2 separate regions of the Sus scrofa genome follow, and region 1 is linked to region 2. Evidence: chromatin contacts called from public promoter capture Hi-C data. All regions are on one chromosome and are shown on one strand. The core of a region is the stretch at or near the end of the contact, and the rest is flanking DNA. Distances in the headings are between cores, read along the strand shown. Region 1 holds the start of SF3A2 (splicing factor 3A subunit 2). Region 2 holds the start of THOP1 (thimet oligopeptidase 1).

Evidence for each region. Promoter capture Hi-C pulls out the DNA fragments that hold promoters and counts their contacts.
Region 1: a contact with region 2 is called in a promoter capture Hi-C map of liver, with 5 times the contacts expected there. The contact joins the promoter of SF3A2 here to the promoter of THOP1 in region 2. A contact is called at or near these places in 2 of 5 promoter capture datasets (fetal liver and liver) and 1 of 2 datasets of contacts at active chromatin or transcription factors (alveolar macrophages).

What each region holds. Positions count from the first base shown.
Region 1 is chr2:76,403,026-76,406,647 of Sscrofa11.1, reverse strand. It overlaps SF3A2 (splicing factor 3A subunit 2), which reads right to left and starts at 1,766. Exons shown (of 9, transcript XM_021084193.1): 1 at 1,280-1,766. PLEKHJ1 (pleckstrin homology domain-containing family J member 1) reads left to right here and starts at 1,478. Exons shown (of 6, transcript XM_003123020.6): 1 at 1,478-2,034; 2 at 2,118-2,185; 3 at 2,345-2,411; 4 at 3,294-3,384; 5 at 3,458-3,521; 6 at 3,615-3,622. The coding sequence starts at 1,941.
Region 2 is chr2:75,875,939-75,879,512 of Sscrofa11.1, reverse strand. It overlaps THOP1 (thimet oligopeptidase 1), which reads left to right and starts at 2,083. Exons shown (of 13, transcript NM_214223.2): 1 at 2,083-2,211. The coding sequence starts at 2,196. SGTA (small glutamine rich tetratricopeptide repeat containing alpha) reads right to left here and starts at 381. Exons shown (of 12, transcript NM_001244392.1): 1 at 326-381.

The DNA.
Region 1 (3,622 bases), core at 517-3,016, 530 kb before region 2:
AAACTTCTGACTGTGGGGGTAAATTAAAGCCATTTTCAGTTAACTGAGAACTCACAATAAATAAATGAGCTGACCTCTTCAAAAACTACTCCTTATGCTCTGATAAAAGGAACGAAAAAGATGGTCAGACTGAAAACTAAAGCCAGACCAGGGTAACCTGGACAGAAGGTTCTAGGACAACCACTCAGAAGCAAAGTGGGGGCTCCAGTCCCAAAAGCAGGATTAGGCCAGCTTTAAGAGGGAAATTTCCATGGGAGAAAGGAAAAAAGAAATCCATCTGTGGGAGTTCCCATTGTGTTAAGGACCAACATTGTCTCTGTGAAGATGGTTGTGTTCACTCCCTGGCCTCAATCAATGGGTTAAGGATCCGGCATTGCATCAAGCTGCCATACAGGCTGCAGCTGCAGCTGCCACTCGACCCCGGCCCAGGAATTTCCACGTGCTGCAGGTGCGGCCATAAAAAAAAAGAAAAAAAGAAAGAAAAAGCCATCCATTTGTTTAAATCTGTGGGAAAACACAACTAATCAGTGTGTGAAGTAATGACACGTTGAGAAAGAAACAAGCAAAACAAAACAAACAAACAAAAAAAACAGGCAAAGAAAATCAGGCTAACAGGAAAAGAAGAAATTAATTAGCTTTGGAGGACGATAGGAAAAACAGCGTAAGAAAAACAATACAGCTGAATACATTGCTTGCCTGAACAGCGAATACTATTTTCAGCCCTAAAAAATAAAACACGATCTGACAAAACTCACGATATCCACATTCAGAATATGGAGGGCGAGGTTGGAGAGGGTGGGTGGCAGATAGAAATGAAACCTCAAACCCGGCGCAGCCAAAAAGAATAACGTTATTTACAAAGCTGCTCTTGGTAGTTCTGAGCTGACAAAAGAACAGAAAAAAGAAGCGATCGGGCACCTAGTGTGACAGGTGGGGAAATCATTTAACTTTGTGGCACCGCTTGCCAAACGGGCCTGGCTAACGGGCCCTGGTGGCCTCGGGTGCGGTGCCAGGAGTTTCGCCGTCACCCCCACCCGTTACAGAAACCAGGTGACTCCCAGACCACATGGCCAGCATACCAACGGGCGACTGCCGGGGCACACGGAAAGCGCCTCGGGAGCTGCCGCCCTACCGGACCGGCATTTATGGCCCGAGCTCCGAGAGGGCGGGGAGCGGGCACCCACTCTCAGCCTGCGCCCCCGCCGACCGCCCCTCGCCCTCTCCCCTCCAGGGAACTCCCGGGGGTCTCCGCCCTAGCCCCTCGCCGCTCCTGACTCGCCTGCGCGGCCTCACTGCCGTAGTCTATTCAGACTCCACCGTAACCGCCTATTCTGCCGCCACAGCCGCCGCGACAATTTCGACAGGCGCACGCGCGCCAAGGGCTAAGGAAGCACTTCCGAGGGCAGGCGAGGCGGGGCCTTCCGTGTGCGCATGCCCAGCCCGCCTAGCGGCGCGGGGCAGACGTTCCGGATGCTGGAGGTGAGTGGCGAGCCGGGAGTGTGGGCCGGAAGCCGAAGTGCGCGTGCGCGTCGGCCCCCACCCTCTCTCGGTGGGCCTAATTCGCGGGGCCACCTCTCGCGGGATAGCGAGTTGCGTCTCGCCCCACCTCCACTTCGCATGCTCCAGGTCGCTTCAGTTAAGGGCGCCATGGGTCGTGGCGGGCCACCTTATTGCATGGTTGTATATGGCAACCGTCCACCTTGCTCACTATCCCGTGCGCCCCGTGAGGGTTCACGTTCTATCCAGGCGGCTCCCAGCACTGTACTGACACGCACCAGTGATTGACAGGCTGAGCGGCCGCAGAACGCGCAGGCGTAGTTGCCCGGGCTGCGCTTCCGGAACGGTGCGGTGGGACTCTTTTGGCGCCGGCAACGGCGCGAGTGGGGACGGCGGCCGGTAAGGCGCGGTTTTCGTTCCGCGTTCCGGGTCCCGGCGGCGCCATGCGCTTTAACGAGAAGGAGCTGCAGGCGCTCTCCCGGCAGCCGGCCGAGATGGCGGCTGAGCTGGGCATGAGGGGCCCGAAAAAAGGAAGCGGTGAGCGGCCCGGGGCGCCCAAGCGGGCGGCAGGCGGGGCTGGGCAGCCACCGAACTCGCGCGAGCCTTCCTTGTTCCCGTAGTGGTGAAGCGGAGACTGGTGAAGCTGGTGGTCAACTTCCTCTTCTACTTCCGGACGGACGAGGCAGAGGTTAGGCGCTGGGGAGGGCGGGGTTGGGGGTAGGGGGTCGGGGCGAGGGCGTGGGGGGGGACCGGAGCCAGGGGGCGGGGCCGGGGTCTGAGGCGTGGGACGGGCTTGGGTGGCTGGAGGGTTCCCCGCACCGCCCCTTACGCGTCCATCTGCCCTCAGCCCGTCGGAGCCCTGCTGCTGGAACACTGCAGAGTCACCCAGGAAGAGCCCAGCGGCTTCTCCATCAGTGAGTGCGAACTGCGGCCAAGCTGCCCGGCCCCGCCCCGGCCCCTCTTGCATCTCTACCGACAAAGTCCATTGTCCCGAGCAGCCCCACTCGCCCTGGCTCCTCCCCGTGGGGCCCAGGCAGAGCTTGCAGCGAGGAGGGCGGGAGGCAAGAAGTCTGACATCAGAGTGGGCGCAGAGTTGTGTATTTCTGAAGAATCATCTCTGTCTCACGCCTCTTCTCTCAGCTTCTGGGGCGTCTTTGGCTTTGGTTTTTTTTTTTTTTTTTTTTTTTTTGTCTTTTTAGGGCCGCACCTCAGGTATGTGGAGGTTCCCAGGCTAGGGATCGAATGGGAGCTACAGCTGCTGGGTTACGCCACAGATCTGAGAAGCCTCTGTGACCTACACCACAATTCACCGCAATGCCGGGTCCTTAACCTGCTGAGCGAGGCCAGGAATTGAACCCACAACCTCATGGTTCCTAGTCGGATTCCTTTCCACTGGGTCGTGACAGAAACTCCAACCCTTGGCATTTCTTATCTTGTAGAAGCGTCACCCCATCTTCGTCTCCGTTTTCACAGGATACTGTTCTCAGGGTGGTTGTGTCCAGATTTCACTTTCCATAACAACACTAGACCTGTGGGTTAGAGGCTCACCCTTCTGCAGTGTGACCTCACCTTAGCTACTTAGGACCGCAGCGACCCCACAACCAGACAGAGTCACGGTCCCAGAAAACGTCTTAAACGTTTTAAGACTTGAACATATATTTTGAGGGGGATACAGTTCAACTCAAAGCCAGCTAGTGGGAGGCAGTGAGCCCAGGCTGGGGCTGGAGGAGAGGACAGTTCTGGGTTGGGCAGAGGTGGGAGTAAGTTGGGGCAGAAGGGGGCTGCTCCCTTTGCAGGCTTTCTAGAGGACCCAGAGAGGAAGTACCACTTTGAGTGCTGCAGCGAGGAGCAGTGTCAGGAGTGGATGGCCGCCCTGCGCCGAGCCAGGTGGGATGTGGGCTGGTCCTGGGGGTTTGGGGCAGAGCAGGTTGCTGTGGGCTCACACCACTGTCTTCCTCAGTTACGAATTCATGCGAAGGAGCCTCGTCTTCTACAGGAACGAGATCCAGAAGGTGACTGGCAAGGTGCGCGTGGGGATGGGCAGGAGCGGTGGGCCTCCTGGGCCCAGGCTCCCAAACCCCTCCCACCACCCCCTACCACCCATCATTCCCCCACAGGACCCCCT
Region 2 (3,574 bases), core at 834-3,333:
GCTTAAAAGAACCGTGTTTCCGGGAAGCAGCGGCCACTCGGCGAGCGCTTACTACGTGCGGGGCGCTTTACCTCCTGCTATCCACTCACGGACCTGCGAACCCGCATTTCCCGGGCCTAGGGTCCAGGGGAGGGAGATCCCGGCGGGCAAAGGCCCGCCCGATACCTCCTGCCCTCAGTTTCCCTCCGCGCTGCTCACTCACAACACTCCCCCAATTGCGGCGTCCCCGCCCCAGATCGACGTCCTCTTACCCACCCCGGAACCCCAGGAGCCCCGAGCCACTGACCCCAGGTACATCCGGCTCAGCGCCGAACCCGCGACTCACCTCTCAAGCAGCCGAACCCGGACCCACCGACGGCGGCGCCTGCGCACCGCGGCACTGCCCGGCCCCGCCCCCAGCCCCGCTCCGCCCCCAGCCCCGCAGCCTGCGCAGAAGGAGCCGGTGGCCGCTGGATTTCATTCTGCGCAGGCGCACCAATTATCAAGGCGGGAGTAGGAGGAAGTGACGTAATGTAGAGGCGGGAACGAGCTCGTCGTTAGGGCAACTGACCTCTGCGACCGAACGGAGGCCGGAAATCCGGATCAACTTGTCCTCTAGGCCGAAATGGAGCGGTGCATGGTGGGACAGTGGTGGACTCTTGTGGGTCGGCCGAGCCCGTCACGTGGCACCGTGTCCGCCACGTGGTGCACCTGCTGCTTTTGGGTATCTGGCGCCCAGAGGATCACAGGCGGTCTTTGAGTGGGGGCGACTGTTACCCTCTCACTGTATTTATTCATATATTCACCCACCCAAACATCCGCGAGTTCGTTATTTCATTCATTCAATCCATAAGAATGAATACTAAGATATTTGTTTACAGTAGGTGCATAATAGTAAACAAGTATTTATTACACACAAACTATAAAGACCAGCAAAACTTTTGCTTTCATTACCTTGTATTGGGGTACACAGACAATAAACTGGTAAACTAATACGTAAATGAACAAGTTCTACTTAATGGCAAGCACTGTGTAGAAAAAAATGGGGTGTTCTGATTGTGATTGGGGCGGTAAATTTGTTGGGTTGGTTAGGGAAGACCTCTGTTTCACATGTAGATTTGGAGAACTGGGAAAACACTCCAGGTACAGGGAACAGCAAAAATGAAGACTAACGTAGGATTACGCTGGATGTGCTCAAGAGAGAAAGAAATCGAAGGTCAGTAATGAGACATTCCCTATTAAATGACCACCATTAGCATTCAAGTTGCCAGAGTGTTCTCCCAATTCATTTTTTTTTTTCCTAATTCATTTTTATTCAACTTAAAATGCATGTACTCAACACCCTGGGTTTACTCAACACCCTGGGTTATTTTCATTTATTTTGCAGAAATAAAAGACGTAGGTTTAGGGACCAGTTTTAATTTTCTTAGGTTTTTCTTTCTGTGTGCCTTAGACGGTTCAAGGTGTTTTTTGTTTTTTTTTTTTAACTGACAATACTACATGCAGGTAAGGCACAGTTCCAACACACCTGTTGTTTGAAGTTCTGCATCGGTTTACTGAAGCTTTCTCAATGATGCTTGCTTACATTTCTGCTTTTTAAATAAATGTCTTCTTAATTTGGTTGTCTAACTGGATTCAGCTGGTATATGTGGAGGACCTTTAACCATTAGATGCTAGAAGATGAGCAGGATGTTGGTAATGGAATAAGTGCCTGAGGTTTCGTAAGCGACCACTAACGGAGCGCCTTAGGTGAAGGTAAAAACTTGCAAAACTAGCCAAATACACAATTAAGGTTGGGAGGAGGTAATGACAAATTAATACAGGAGCTAGAAGCCCAAACGAACGACTGGCACAAAGAGCCGCAGAAAAGATTCGAGGCGCCTGCGGGGTGGGTTCCCCTGGAAACACCTCCCCCGCTAGCCTTCCCGAAGGCTCCGCCCTCTCACCACTAAGAGCCAATGATGGACGGGGGTGGTTCAAGCGACCGCGCAGAGGAAGTCTGCGCCCCTGCGCTCCGCCTCGCGATGTAGGTGGGGCTAGGGCGCGCGCTTGCGCCCTACTATCCAGCACACACGCTCTCCCAGCATCCGGTGGGCGCGCGGGCGGCGGGCGCCTCAGTCGGGACAGCTGCGGCAGCAGAGAGGACCGAGGCTGCTGACCGCTGCTCCGACGCGGACCAGGTGGAGGGAGGGGCCGTCACTGAACATTCGCCCACCATGAAGCCCCCAGCAGGTACCTGCTTCCCCTTGGTGCGGCCCCGCTCACCAGATCCGGGCGCCCGGTGCGCACTCGTGCGCACTCCTGCCTCCTCCCCGGGGTCGCCACTGGGGCCTACGAGCGGAGCCCAGTGACCCTCAAGTGATCCGGGCCCGAACGGAGGAGGGGGTCGGCGAGCCCCAGAATGAATCCGTGTTCCAGCGCGCCTTCACTCATTCGGCAAACTCCATGTTTCTTCTGCTGGGGACGGGTCGGGCTCTGGGATGGACTTGAGGGAGTTCTAGACACAGTTCCAAAGCCGGAGACCAGCATTCAAGAAGCAAAATCAAGCAAGGACTTTAGATGGTGGTTGGTGCTGGGGCTGGTCATACATCTTTAAGGGAGGGCAGTCCTGGAGGGCTTCTCGCAGGAAGTGGCATTTGATTCAGCTTGGACCCAGTGGAGAGAAGCAGTTGTCCTGCGGGAGAAGCGTCCCAGTTGGTGGGAACCTCGAGGGCAAGGATGGGGAGGCAAGCACAGGGGCAACGCGTTTGGAAAGCAACAGGTCATCTTGGCTAGAACACAGCTGGGGGTCTCTTATGTTGAACAGAAGGGGACTGCCGGGAATGGTTTTCATTTATGGGAGCTTTGCAATCTGTATACTCTGTTTTAGAAAATGGCCCAGGATGTTGCGTGGTGCCTCATGGAACTTGGTTTGCCCACCTCTCTTCCTTCAGGTCTTTCTGCAGCCCATTGGGATGATGGTAATAATTGTATTAAAGATAATAATCATAATTAGGGTTTTTCAGGTCTCAGGAAGGCAGGAGTGTTGTCTGCCTTTTTTGCTGCAGAATTGTTAGCTCAGAGACTTGGCACACTGGTGATAATCAGTAAATATTTGTAAAATGAATGTGCTCAAAGTTTCAAATCCTAGCTCCTTCAGAAGATTTTCCTGAGAATTCCACTATATTTCCCACCTCTTTGGAGCTTCTGGAGCCCTTCTTTACTACCAAATTTAATGCAGACCCACAGTTCCTTTTTTGCAGTTCTAAAATCCAAAATAGTCTGCAAAGATTTTCCCTTAAATTTGCAGCAGTCATTTGGCTAAAAAAATCTAATCTCTCTCAGCTTAAGAGCCTTTTTTATCCCCACTTGGTATGTATCAGTGTTCCTCAGCTGGGGTGATTGTGTCCCCTCGGGACACTGGGCCACATCCGGTGACATCTCTGATCATTGTGATCTGGGGGCGGAGGTGGCTGGCCTCCAGTGGGTGGGACCGGGGATGCTGTTCAATACCCCACCATGCCCAGAATGGTCCCCAACAGAGAATGATCTGCTGTGGTACAACAGGATTGGTGGCATCTCTGCAGTGTCAGGATGCAGGTTTGTTCCCTGGTGG